Linked DNA regions of Mus musculus: region 1 is linked to region 2. A link is a contact called in public HiChIP or PLAC-seq data. All regions are on one chromosome and are shown on one strand. Each heading gives the region's core, a stretch centred on a gene start, on an enhancer-like site or on the middle of the called end of the contact. The rest is flanking DNA. Distances are from core to core; before and after follow the strand shown.

Evidence for each region. HiChIP or PLAC-seq counts read pairs in DNA pulled down with a chosen protein or histone mark.
Region 1: an H3K27ac HiChIP or PLAC-seq map of embryonic stem cells shows a contact between it and region 2, with 12 read pairs. The contact joins two enhancer-like sites. A contact is called at or near these places in 4 of 39 promoter capture datasets (3T3-L1-derived adipocytes, the HPC-7 cell line, cranial neural crest and 1 more), 2 of 15 datasets of contacts at CTCF or cohesin (embryonic stem cells and stem cell-derived epiblast-like cells), 9 of 484 Hi-C or Micro-C datasets (adipose-derived mesenchymal stem cells, embryonic stem cells, nephron progenitors and 2 more) and 14 of 115 datasets of contacts at active chromatin or transcription factors (embryonic basal ganglia, embryonic hindbrain, embryonic midbrain and 4 more).

Annotation. Positions count from the first base shown.
Region 1 is chr2:168,839,841-168,845,704 of GRCm38.p6, forward strand. No RefSeq gene overlaps it. Among named protein-coding and RNA genes, the nearest start is that of Gm25214, 39 kb to the right of the region's middle. Within about 2 kb of position 1,746, at least 30 of the 459 cell types and tissues checked have an H3K27ac peak or open chromatin away from gene starts, as enhancers often do. A contact at or near this core is called in embryonic stem cells, where this site is marked.
Region 2 is chr2:168,691,263-168,697,535 of GRCm38.p6, forward strand. The region is part of intron 4 of Atp9a (ATPase, class II, type 9A); the gene reads right to left. Among named protein-coding and RNA genes, the nearest start is that of Atp9a, 47 kb to the right of the region's middle. RefSeq lists an enhancer at 1,857-4,630. Within about 2 kb of position 3,334, at least 41 of the 459 cell types and tissues checked have an H3K27ac peak or open chromatin away from gene starts, as enhancers often do. A contact at or near this core is called in embryonic stem cells, where this site is marked.

The DNA of each region.
Region 1 (5,864 bases), core at 496-2,995, 150 kb after region 2:
GAAACTGAGGACGGGGTGGGGGAGGGGACCGGGAGGGCAGGCTGCCCCCCGCCCCCCAGCCTAACCAGATAACGCCTGCATGGATTCCACATTAACATACAGCAGGCATGGGAAAATGATAGACTCCTACACCACTGTCATAGCAACTGAAAAAATGGCTGCTTTAGAGGGGAGGGGGGAAGAGGGCCACAGGGAAAGAAAAGCCAAGGCCCGTCTCTTTTTTTCTGTTTGACATCTGTTGTTTAACATACAAAATTGTATTACCGTGATGAAGCCGCCGCCGCCGCCCGGCTGAAGCCTCGCCTAAGAGGGAAGAGAGTGTAGCCCCAGTTCTGAAGTAAGAGTGAGTCCCCGACATTTCCACCTAGAGCTCCCCCGCCCCCCAACATTCCAGGTGTGAAAAGCTTGGCGGGTGTAGGGAGCAGGGCAGGGAGGGGCCAGTAAGGCACACGCCGAGTCCCATCGGCCACCTTCATTTCTCCTCTTTAAAACAGATTTTGGATTTTTCTAAAATGCACATTTGAGAGGGCTTGTTGTCACCCACACAGCAAATCCCGAGAATACAGCTACGGTTTGTAAACACAGGTGCGGCCCAGGGTTTAAAATGCTTATTGCAGGACGGGAAGGGCTTGCCCCTCCCCCACAGATCCCAGGACCTTGCACCCATGAGGGACTCCAGCCGGAGAGGTGGCTTTTATTTCCTTCCTTCTGTGGCTCCTTCCCAAATTTGTATAAAGTGGCCACTCACATAGCAACGAAATGTTCCAAATGGGACTGGAAACTGATATTTGGGACTCCCAGTATTGATATAAAACTTTCATATCGCCCCAACCGTATTACCTGGAGGAGATTCCTTCTTTGCCGCATATATTAATGTATATTATATGTTTTTATATATTAATATATAATGTATATATTTCTTTTTCTTAACAATAAGTGACATGGGCTGGCCAGATGGCTCAGTGGGTAAATGTTCCTGTTGCCAAGGCTGATGTCTCCAGTTCGATTCCAGAAACCCACTCAAAGTGGAAGAAGAGAACTTACTTCCAAAAGCTGTCCCCTGACCTCCGAGTGTGCATGCACGCACGAATGCACACAGTCTCTCTAAATAAACGCATATATTAAAAAAAATAGAATTTTAAATGCAGCAATTCTTAATCGCAAGTGGGGGCTTACAAGGGTAAACAGCTCGCAGCAGGGGCTCAGAAACAGCTGTGGAAGATTGCTTGCATCTTCACAGCCAAGCTGAGGCTTTCCAGGAAGGCTGAGATTAAACCCCTTGATAGGGAAAGATCAGATAAGTCCAAACAAAGACCATTTATATAATTGCCATCGGTCACCAGCTAAGTTAGCATTTTAAGGTGGGGAAGAAGGAAAGAAAAAAAAGAAAGAAAGAAAGAAAGAAAGAAAGAAAAAGAAATACCCCAAGCCAGGGCCATCAGTTAGTGACCTCAATCTGTAATAACGGGGTCCTGACAAAGGCAGACTTGGGAGGGGAACGCAGAAGCCTACGAAATCGGAAGGTCGGAATGGAATTGTTTGTTTTTCCAAATTGTCGAGTAAAGTTACAAGAAGCCACCTGGGTAAAGCCACAGCCTGAATCTGAATCCGCAGATAAAGCATACAGGGGCTGCAGGGTGTCGCCAGTAGATTGGAGACTGGAAGGAGGAATTTACTTGTGGGGAGGGAAGGAGACCAAAGGACATTAGAGGATCAAACCTAGCTAGGAGGGACACGCTGGGTGCTAGGCGTGAAGACGCCTGCCTTCTCACCCTACAAGGGCTTTTCAGGAAAGGGCGTTGGCCAGCCTGCTCCATCCTAGCCTTGAATATTTTTTTGCTCCCTTTTTGTTTGTTTATTTTCTGCTTCAAGGTTACATCAGCATAGTCTTTGTCCCAAGGGCTCACGACTGTGATATTTGCAATTCTAGACTTTTTTTTCATTCTGTTTAGATTCCGGAAGGACGACTCACAGTTTTTGTTTTTTTACATTGTCATATTTATTGCACTCTAAACGAGGGAAGCCTTCCCAGGGGCCCTCAGACTCTCCGGGGATGGGGTGGGGGAGGGTAGAGTTCTCCCCGGGAACTTTTCCTATTCGAATCTTTTTTCTTCCTAAGTCTCATCCATGGGTTTTTGAAAACCTGAACACGCTCCCTAACAATCGTCCAATAAAGTGGATCCCGTATCATCCCGCACTGTGTGAGAGTCACCCAGTGAGTGCACAAAGTGGAAACTGGCTTCAGATTTTCTGACTCAAGCTCCAAAATACGAGATTTTAGACCAGTCGGGAAAGTATCTCAACAGCCAGGAAAAAAAAAAAAACAAAAAACAAAAAACAAAACAAACAAACAAAAAATCAAAACCGAGTACACGGAAGTATTGGGGATTAAAAAATAACAAGAATCCCTGATACACTGAAGGCGGCTTCCGATCCGACCAGCATCCGGGTCATACTACCCGTGAACAGCGCCTCCCCAGAGTTCAGCATCTGGCTCTTACACCTAAGTCCAGCTCTCTCTAGCTATGAAAATTGGGTCAGGCAGTGAGGGTCAAAGGCTCGGAGGGTAAAGACTCTTCCCGCTAAGCTTCATCACCTGACCTGGATCCCCGGGACCCGCATGGTGGAAAGAGAGAACCATGCCTTGCAAGTTGTCCGCTGAGGACACTGGTGAGGACCTGACTCACGTGTGCTCCAATGCACAAAGTGACTGTGGTTGGAGACAGACGTTTTAAGGAGAAAACTAAGGTTAAACCAATTATTTGATGGCTCCCAGAGCTCTAATTTGGGTCCCATCACCCCTCTTGGGCAGCGTACATTGCCCTCTTCTGGCATCCTCTGGCATTACATGCATGCGTGTGGAGTACATACATACACATATAAATAAAAATACAAAAATGTAAAACAGTTGCTTTTCTCACCACGGTCATGAAAATGCCTGACAGAAGCAATGGAGGGAGGAAGAGAGGGAGGGAGGGAGAGAGGGAGGGAGGGAGGGAGGGAGGGAGGGAGGGAGGGAGGGAGGATACATTTTGACTCATGGTTTCAGAGTGCATCGTGGTGGGGTGAGGGGTGAAAGAGTCTCGCTTGGTGGCAGCCGACCGGAGCAGCTGCTTGCTTGTCCACTTGGCAGCAGGCAGGACACCGGAACACTTAGGATCAGAACAGAGGGTGTGCTTCATTTTTAAAGAGCCACCCCTAGTGACCTGTTTCCATCACTTTAACCCTCCAAAATCACACCACTTGTCGGGGACTGAGTGATCAGAGCGTGTGCCTGTGGGGAGATACCTAGATTCAAAGTACAGCCCTGAGGTCAGAAGGCTGGGCTCTAAGCGACACACTGTTGCCTTTATCTGTCATTACTTCATTATTGATTTAGTTTTTAGGTTATCACACAGAGTAATGAGGTGCTTGTTTGTTTGTTTTTGTGGTGCCTTTAAAAGACAAAAAGGTGGTGGTGGCGGGGTGAGGATGGAGGGATGGCCCAGTGGTGAAGAGCATTTGCTGCGCTTACAGGGGACCCGAGTTTGGGTCCCAGAATCCATGTTGGACAATTCATAACAACATGTAACCCCTGCTCCAGGGGGACTCCATGGGCTCCAACTTGGCCTCAGTAGGCGTCTAGCTCAAGAACGCGCACTCGCGCCCGGGATCTTTCCCTGTAAGGGGATAGAGTTACACCATGCATGTTCTCTAGGCTAGTTCTCAGATGCAGGTACCAACTGTGGACAAAATTTGCACCCGATGCCACTGTTTTCTTCCCTTAGCAAGAACCCAAGGGTCGGGCTGGAGAGACGGCTAAGATCACTGGCTGCTCTTCCAGAGGTCCTGAGTTCAATTCCCAGCAACCACATGGTGGCTCACAACCATCTGTAATGGGATCCGATGCCCTCTACTGGTGTGTCTGAAGACAGCTACAGTGAACTCATACACACAAAATAAATAATTCGAAGAAGAGGAGGAGGAGGAGAGGAAGAAGGAGGAGGAGGAGGAGGAGGAGGAGGAGGAGGAGAAGGAGAAGAAGAAGAAGAAGAAGAAGAAGAAGAAGAAGAAGAAGAAGAAGAAGAAGAAGCAGCAGCCACCGCCAAAGGTCACCAAAAGGTGGCATCAGGAGATCACCAATTACCAAAGAGAAACCAGCCCTACCCTTTCCTGGGTCCCTGCTGGGTCCCCAAAGTCACAGCATGACTGCAGCAGCCTGAGCTCACAGTCATGGAACTGGCACCTTATAACCTCTTTGGTTAAAAAAAAAAAAAAGCATCAACAGCTCTCAGACCCACAGCCACCTAGGAGCCAGATGGACGCCAGATACCTCTGCCTTCATTTTGTGCTGAAGGCACTGAGATAAGTTAATGTCCTAACACCGCAGGCCCTTAGATTCCAGGAAGAGCTGAACCTAGAAGAACAATCCACTCCCCCTTAAAGGAGGATAATTACCTAAGAGGGTGAGGCCACACCCTGGTCAAACTGCCTGACTTATCCCCTCAAGTGCAGGACAGAGGACCAGATCTCAGGATAAGGATAGTGATGATGGAGAGCAGCCCCTGCCCCCCAAAATCTTTGCTAGGGTACCCTTGCTCAATCTTGCATTGAAGTCTGAAGGTCATCCAGTTCCCTGAGGATGGACTCAGGGGTCTCCGGATTGCTTTGCCTTTATGCAGTTTGGTGGCACTGAGTGCATCTCCTCTCCTCTCTCTGCCTCTCACCAGGACTTGCTCCTTGGAGTGTTAGGGACAGGTGGCCAACCCTTGCCTGTTGGGGCTGCTGGCACCCAGGCTCGCACCTTAAAGACACTCCTAGCACCCTCGAGATTATGTCCAAAGCAGTAGGAGGAAATCTGGATTGAACACCCATCTTCTTGGCGGAGGGGGGAGGAACCCCCCCCAGGAAGTCATATTTTTAAGGTGCATTTATTTTATGTTTATGAATGTTTCGTTTGCGTGCATGAATGGGTACCAGGAACATTCCTGATGTCCTCGGAGTTTAAAAGAAGGCATGGAATTCCCTGGAACTGGGGCCATTGATGGTTGAGAGACACTATGTGGGTGCTGGACATTGAACTGGGTCCTCTGCAGAAGCAGAGTGCTCCAGGGGCTGCAGAGATGGCTCAGCGGGTAAGAGCACTGACTGCTCTTCCGAAGGCCCTGAGTTCGAATCCCAGCAACCACAAGGTGGCTCACAATCATCCATAATGAGATCTGACATCCTCTTCTGGCCTGTCTGAAGGCAGCTACAGTGCACTTATGTGTAATACTAAATAAATCTTTGGGCTGGAGTGAGCGGGGCTGACCGAAGAGAGCAGAGGTCCTAAAAGTTCAATTTCCAACAACCACATGAAGGCTCACAACCATCTGTACAGCTACATTGTACTCACATACATAAAATAAATAAATAAATAAATAAATAAATAAATCTTTAAAAAAAAAAAAAAAAAAGAGTGCTCCAAACTTCCAGGTCATCTCTCCTGCCCGGAAAGTTTCTTCCTCTTCTATTCTTGTGGTCACAACTGGGTGACAAACTTGCTTCTGGAACGATCTCTGGTTCTAGGCTCTTATCAAGAGAAGTGACTTGTGGGGACAGGAACACTGGCCACAGCCACATTTCATGAGTACTTCCCCGGTGAAGCAGAGCCGTTTCCGGCAACTTCCAAGTCTCTGGACCCGCTGCCGCATGGGCTGCTTGTTCACATTCCAGACCTGAAATGACCAGTTTGATGCCAGGGTGATAAAGGGGGGTGCTCTGCTGCAAGGTGGGGTCCTCCATTGCAGCCACACGCGTGGCACAGAAGCACCCAACTGCAGACAGCTGGGAACATTCGCGCTAGCGCCGGTGAAAGCCGAGAAATCAGAAGAGGCTTCCGGCTC
Region 2 (6,273 bases), core at 2,084-4,583:
TCTAAATCAACCAGTAATGGAGCTCAATTATCATTCACCAATAAGTTAAATTAATCATCACAATAAAATGCACAGGACTGGGGAGACAGCTCAGTGGGTAGAGTCCTTGCCACACAGACATGAGGACCTGAACTGCATCCCCAGAACCTACAGAAAAGTCTAAGAGAAAAGCCAGAGAGACATCTGCCACCTTTGAGGGAACAGGTGCTGATCCTCAAAGGTCAAGTTCACTCCCTAGCACTCTTTTGGGTTTTTTTTGCTCTGTGTAGCCCTGGCTGTCCTGGAACTCGCTTTGTAGACCAGGCTGGCCTCGACGTCAGAAATCCGCCTGCCTCAGCCTCCCGAGTGCTGGGATTAAAGGCAAGCGCCACCACGCCCAGCATGCCCTAGCACTCTTAAGTGGTGGTCATTCCAGCTCCAGGGGCATCTGGTGTCCTCTTTTGGACTCTTCCAGCACCTGCAAACCTACACCTCCCCCCCCCTCACACACACACACACACACACACACACACGAGGAGAAGGCGGGGGCAGAGGCAATAGAGAATTCCAGAGATGGAGAAATTACTCCTGTAATTTTCTTGGTACCCAGTGGAATTTGAAATGGAGAAATTAGCCTGACTTGCTTTCCTGCTCCACCAGGGGGCACCAACAACTCCAGGCAGGAAGGGTTAGAGCTCTGGAGGACTCCAGGCTCAGGGCTGGTTCCAGCACCAAAGCCTTGATGTTAGACAGATATCTGAAGCCCTGCCCCACCCTCGGCTCCAGTGAACTCCTCCTCAGGAGGTCCTCCCAACTTTACGAAACTTCACTTACAGTCTCTGGTTTTATTAGCAAATGTATGCCAAGGGCCTAACGTTAACGACCACACCCAGGTTCAGCTCTTTGCCAATGGTTAAGCCTAACTTACTGCTGAAGCCGCCACCCCTGGGCCTGTGTGTCTGTGAACTTGACAGAGAACAGGCTTTCAGGGGCTCGACAGGGATTCATTCTATCAACACTGAGATTTCTCTCTAAATCCTTCTCACTTTTTCTTTTTACAATAAGCATGAGGTAGGTTGCTTTTCCAACTAGAGACAAATATATTAAAATATATATATATATATATATATATATATACATACACACACACACACACACATATATAAAATAAACTAACTCAAAAACTTGAACTGCTAGGCCCACAGTCTTTTCCTTCCACGTGCAGCCCTGAGTTATGATCAGTTAGACTCCCTCAGGCCAGCCACTCTACCTCAGCACACCCTCTAACCCAGCATGTCTGCAGTCACTAGGTCTCCCAGCATGTTAATCCTCCACTGCAAGCAAGCCTGCTAGACCTGGCCCAGCCAGCAAGGTCTCCAGCAGACCAGAGGACCCCTACATGACCGGACACTTGTGTTGCTTAACCAGGGACTGTCACCGGGGGTGGTAGGGAGGATGAGCCATAGGTCAGCAGCTTCAAGAGAGACCAAGATAGGAGAGATGGCTCCTCAGTTAAGAAACCTGGCTGCTGCGGATTTCTGAGTTCGAGGCCAGCCTGGTCTACAAAGTGAGTTCCAGGATATCCAGGGCTACACAGAGAAACCCTGTCTCAAAAAACAAAACAAAACAAAACAAAACAAAACAAGAAACCTGGCTGCTCTTCCAGAAGACTAAGGGTTTATTCCCAGTACTCACATGGTAGCTCACAACCACCTGTTAACTCCAGTTTGAGGGGATCTGACACTGTTCTCTGGCATCCACGGCCACTGTGTACACATGGCGCACAGACACACATGCATGCAAAATACCCATACATGTAAATAAAAACATAAAAACTAAAGAAAGAGATCAAGAGAGCCCTAGACCCACACCTGTTACAGTAGTGATGGTGCCTTGCATTAAGTGTGTATGGCCCACCCCATACATGGTGGTGGTGGTGACGATGGGATGGGGGGGGGGTGTGCACACGTCTGTGGAGGCTGATGACAACTTTCAGGAGTTAGTTTCCTCCTTCCACTCTGAGTCCTGTGGAGAGGACTTAACCTGTCGAGTTTGGCGACAAGAGCCTGTATCCACTGAGGTGCCTCACCAGCCCTATTTCCTGAGGCGCTGGAGGACAGAGACGCAGTCTTCAGTGGCTGGTACCAACTCCCAAAGTGAAAGGCAATTTAGAACCCACAACTCCTAAGCGAGAATTAACCTCTGTCTTCCAGAAAGGAGGAAGAGAAGTGGAAAGAGCAGGAGGAGGAACAGAGAAGGGGGAGGGTGGGGACGGGGCACAGAAACGGGAGCAGGAAGCACCGGTGCAGCCAAGGCGAGAGCTGAAAATCCTTACTGGAGGGCCAGCAAGGTGGCTCAGTGAGTAAAGGGGTCTGCTGCCAAGCCTCACGATCTGAGTTTGATCCCAGGGACCCACAGGGTAGGAGAGAGGCAACTCCTGAAAGTTGTCCTCTTACCTCAATACACACACAAACACATACACAAACACATACACACAAACACACACACAAACACATGCATACACACACACATTAGACACACAAACATGTGCATACACACACACATTAGACACACAAACATGTGCATACACACACACACAAACACACACATAACACACAAACACACACAAACACACACACACACATACACACAAACACACACACGGTTTTTAAATCTTAAATTTTAACATGGGATCTGCACTTGGTTTTGACTAGTCTACAGCCAGCTCAAGAGGGGACATAGTACCAGAGCTTCCTCAGAAAGCACCCTGAGAAGTGAGCCCCAGAACCCATCCTTTCCCCTTCTGGGGTGCTCTACCCAGAATCCACCACTAGGCCCTAAGACTCCTTCACACATGCTTTTTATGTATGTATTTATTTATTGTGCATATGTGTAGTACACGTGTGCCACTGCACACATGCAGATGTCAGAGTGCAACCTTTCCACCAAGTGGACTCGACCTCGGGTCCTTAGGCTCAGCAGCAAGCACCTTTACCACTGAGCCACCCTGCCAGCCCCAAGGCTCTTTGGGTTTTGATGGGGGGGTTGTTATGTTTTGTTTTGTTTTGTTTTGTTTTTCTTCCGTGCACTGTTGGAGACTCCAACAGAAGCTGGAGTGAGATTCTTACGAAAGTGACATGGAAAATTTTCCAGACACTGCCCTGATCATTAACCGGCCACTTTCTCCGCCTCACCCCAGCAGGCTCGCAGGCCGCGTATACCGAGGACAAACAGCCAATGAGCACAGCTGTTTATTTCTATAGCGCTGGCCCCCAAGCCTTTCATAAGCACACCAGCAGGGCCGCAGCGGCCTTTCATGGGTGACAGCCCTAGAATAAGAGCGGCCTGTCTCTGTGGCAGGGAGACACCAGATGTTTCCTCGGACTGAAGCGCGTAAGTGACAACTCAGAAGGATCTACACGTACTCCACCCCCACCCACCCCCAAGGAGGGAAACCAGCCTTAAACAAATTCCAGGGCACAGGCCCGCGGGGGCCTGGTTTTGACCCCGAACACTCGAGTTACATTTCTAGTTTTCACGGTGAGCGCAGGGCAATGGCTAATGGATCACTCTCTAATCGAACTGTGGCAGCGGACAGACGAGCTGTAAATTCCACTCCCGAGTACACTTCCTGGGGCTGACATCAAAATACCTCCTCCCGGCTTAAAGGTGAAGCTTTCACATTCAAATGGCGGCGGTGGCAGTTCCAAACCCAGGAAAAGACTCACTGGCAATACAAGCCAAGGCTACCAAGCACCTTTGCTTAAGTCAGTTAAGAACCAGACGGAGGCGGGAGGGATTGCTTTTAAATATTGTAAGTTTATATTCAAGTTGTAAGTTATAGACACTTTTCAATAAATATATCAATGGCTAAAACCAGTTGGCAATGTCCCAAAAAGACAAATCGTCTAACAGCCTAGGAGCAGGAAGTGGCTTCTGAGAGAAGCTACAGTGCTGGGGGGATTCCCCAGGACCCACATGGAAAGATGAGAACTCACCCAAGTGATCCTTTGCCTTCCACGGGTGCCAGCACACCCACAACCACACCCACAAGAAATAAATACAGCCGGGCGTGGTGGCGCACGCCTTTAATCCCAGCATTCAGGAGGCAGAGGCAGGAGGATTTCTGAGTTTGAGGCCAGCCTGGTCTACAGAGTGAGTTCCAGGACAGCCAGGGCTACAGAGAAACCCTGTCTCGGAAAACCAAAAAAAAAAAAGAAAAAGAAAAGAAATAAATGCATGTGTGTATCTGAAATGATTAACCGTACAATTTTAATGTGAAGATATTCAGGGTTTTTGTTTTTGTTTTGTTTTGTTTTCCACTAAACAATGGATCCATTTACCAATGAATTACCATAAGTACCGAATATTAGCAAAGAAAAACTTCAAGTATCGCTTTGCATCTGTCTGACCTCAGGAGTCTGTAATAAATAAGTCCCTCTTAAAGACTCAACTGAGCTGCCGGCCTCGACCTTACTGGGGTGGGGTGGGGCAGATTTTTTTTCTAGGCTCAGGAACCAGCCTTGAGCCCTGTCCTGAAGGGTCTTTGCAGGACTTTAACACCTTAACATCAAGAGGTCCATTACTGGGGCCAGCAACATGGCTTAACTAGTTAAGCACTCACCACAAAAGCCCGATATCCTGAGTCACACACACACACACACACACACACACACCAGACATTAGTAAATAAAAGTAGGGGAAAGAACTCTGTAGTGGTTTGAATAGTTTTGGCCCCCACAGACTCATGTGTTTGAAGGCTTTGGCCCACAGGGAGTGATCCTATTAAGTGATACTATTCAGACCTTGTCAAATAGGTGTGGCCTTGTTGGAGGAAGTATGACACTGTGGCATGAGCTTGGCCAATCTTCTGTCTGCCTTCAGAAAAGATGTAGAATTCACAGCTCCTCCTGTGCCATGCCTGCCTGGACGCTGCTATGCTCCTGCCTTAATAAAAACACTGTAACCCAGCCACAATTAAATGTTGTCCTTATAAGAGTTGCCTTGGTCATGGTATCTGCTCACAGCAGTAACACCCTAACTAAGACAAAGTTTTAAAGTCTAGCACTACAGTTCTCTCCTTATAAAAATAGACACTGGGCGGAAGAGATGGCTCAGTGGTTAAGAGCACTGGCCACCCTTGGAGAGGGCCTTATTTGAGTCCCAGCACCCACATGGGGACTCATGACCACCTGTAACAGGTTCCACGCATTTCCAGGTCATCTGTGACCTCTTCAGGCACCACAGGCTCTGCATGTACATGGTCCACACACATACATGCAAGCAACACAGCACCCATAAACAACAATGAAAACTACGTAGCCCAGTGAGGTAGCACTTGGGAAGCAGACGTGGGTAGAGCTATGTGAGTTCAATTCATATTCAGTCATTAAACACAGTCTACTCTCTGAAGTCAGACAAGCAGTGCCTCAGTAACGACTAACTGAACCAGTTCCCATTAACGACTGCATCCTTTTGTGCTGATTAAAGTGGAACAGGACCCCCCTAAAGGAAACGCAGGGATGCTCAGGTCAGAAGGGAACACCACTCACCACAACCCTAGGAAACCGTCCACAAGAGACTCTCTAAAGATGAATGCTCTGGCCCTGAGCACTCTACAGCTGAGCTAACACAGGACTCCACAGAGTAGGAGACCTGAGAGAGGCGAGGCGAGGGACACATTTAGTATCCAGCAGGACCCTGAGAAAAGGCTCTGTGTAGCGGGCGGACATGGGCCTATGGCTCTGCACTGATGGCTAGCTGTCTGCCCAGATGTCCCCAGCAGGAGGAGGCTCCTGCACTCGTTATGTTTCTGCGTGCACTTTCTCCCAAGGCTAATTACCTCAGCTTCATTCAGTCCTGCATGGCGGGAAGGCAGGCCCTGTGAAGAGTCAGGTATCATCTGTGGAAATGCAAGTCCCGGCCCATGTCTCTCACGTCCCTCACAGGCACACACCCTTCTCTAGCCCTTGCCGCTCACCCACTCACAGGCACCCCTCCCCTAAGCATCAAACTTATTGAAAAGAAAAAAAAAAAAAAAAAAAGAGTCTGAGGAGAAGTCCATTTGCGTGGTCTCCCCTGACCCGGCCTGCGTCTCCCATCGCTGTTCTGCTCTCCCGCTGTCTGAGGTGAGCTAAGATCTTTCTGAGGAACTGGTTTCTGCTGGGCCATCCCCTTCACATCTCTCTCTGGCCTCATTTCCTGGAACTTCAGCACCCTTGAACACTGTTGGTTAGAGAAGACAGCTGTTTGTTTGGTTTGGTTTTTTTTTAAAACAGGGTTTCTCTGTGTAGC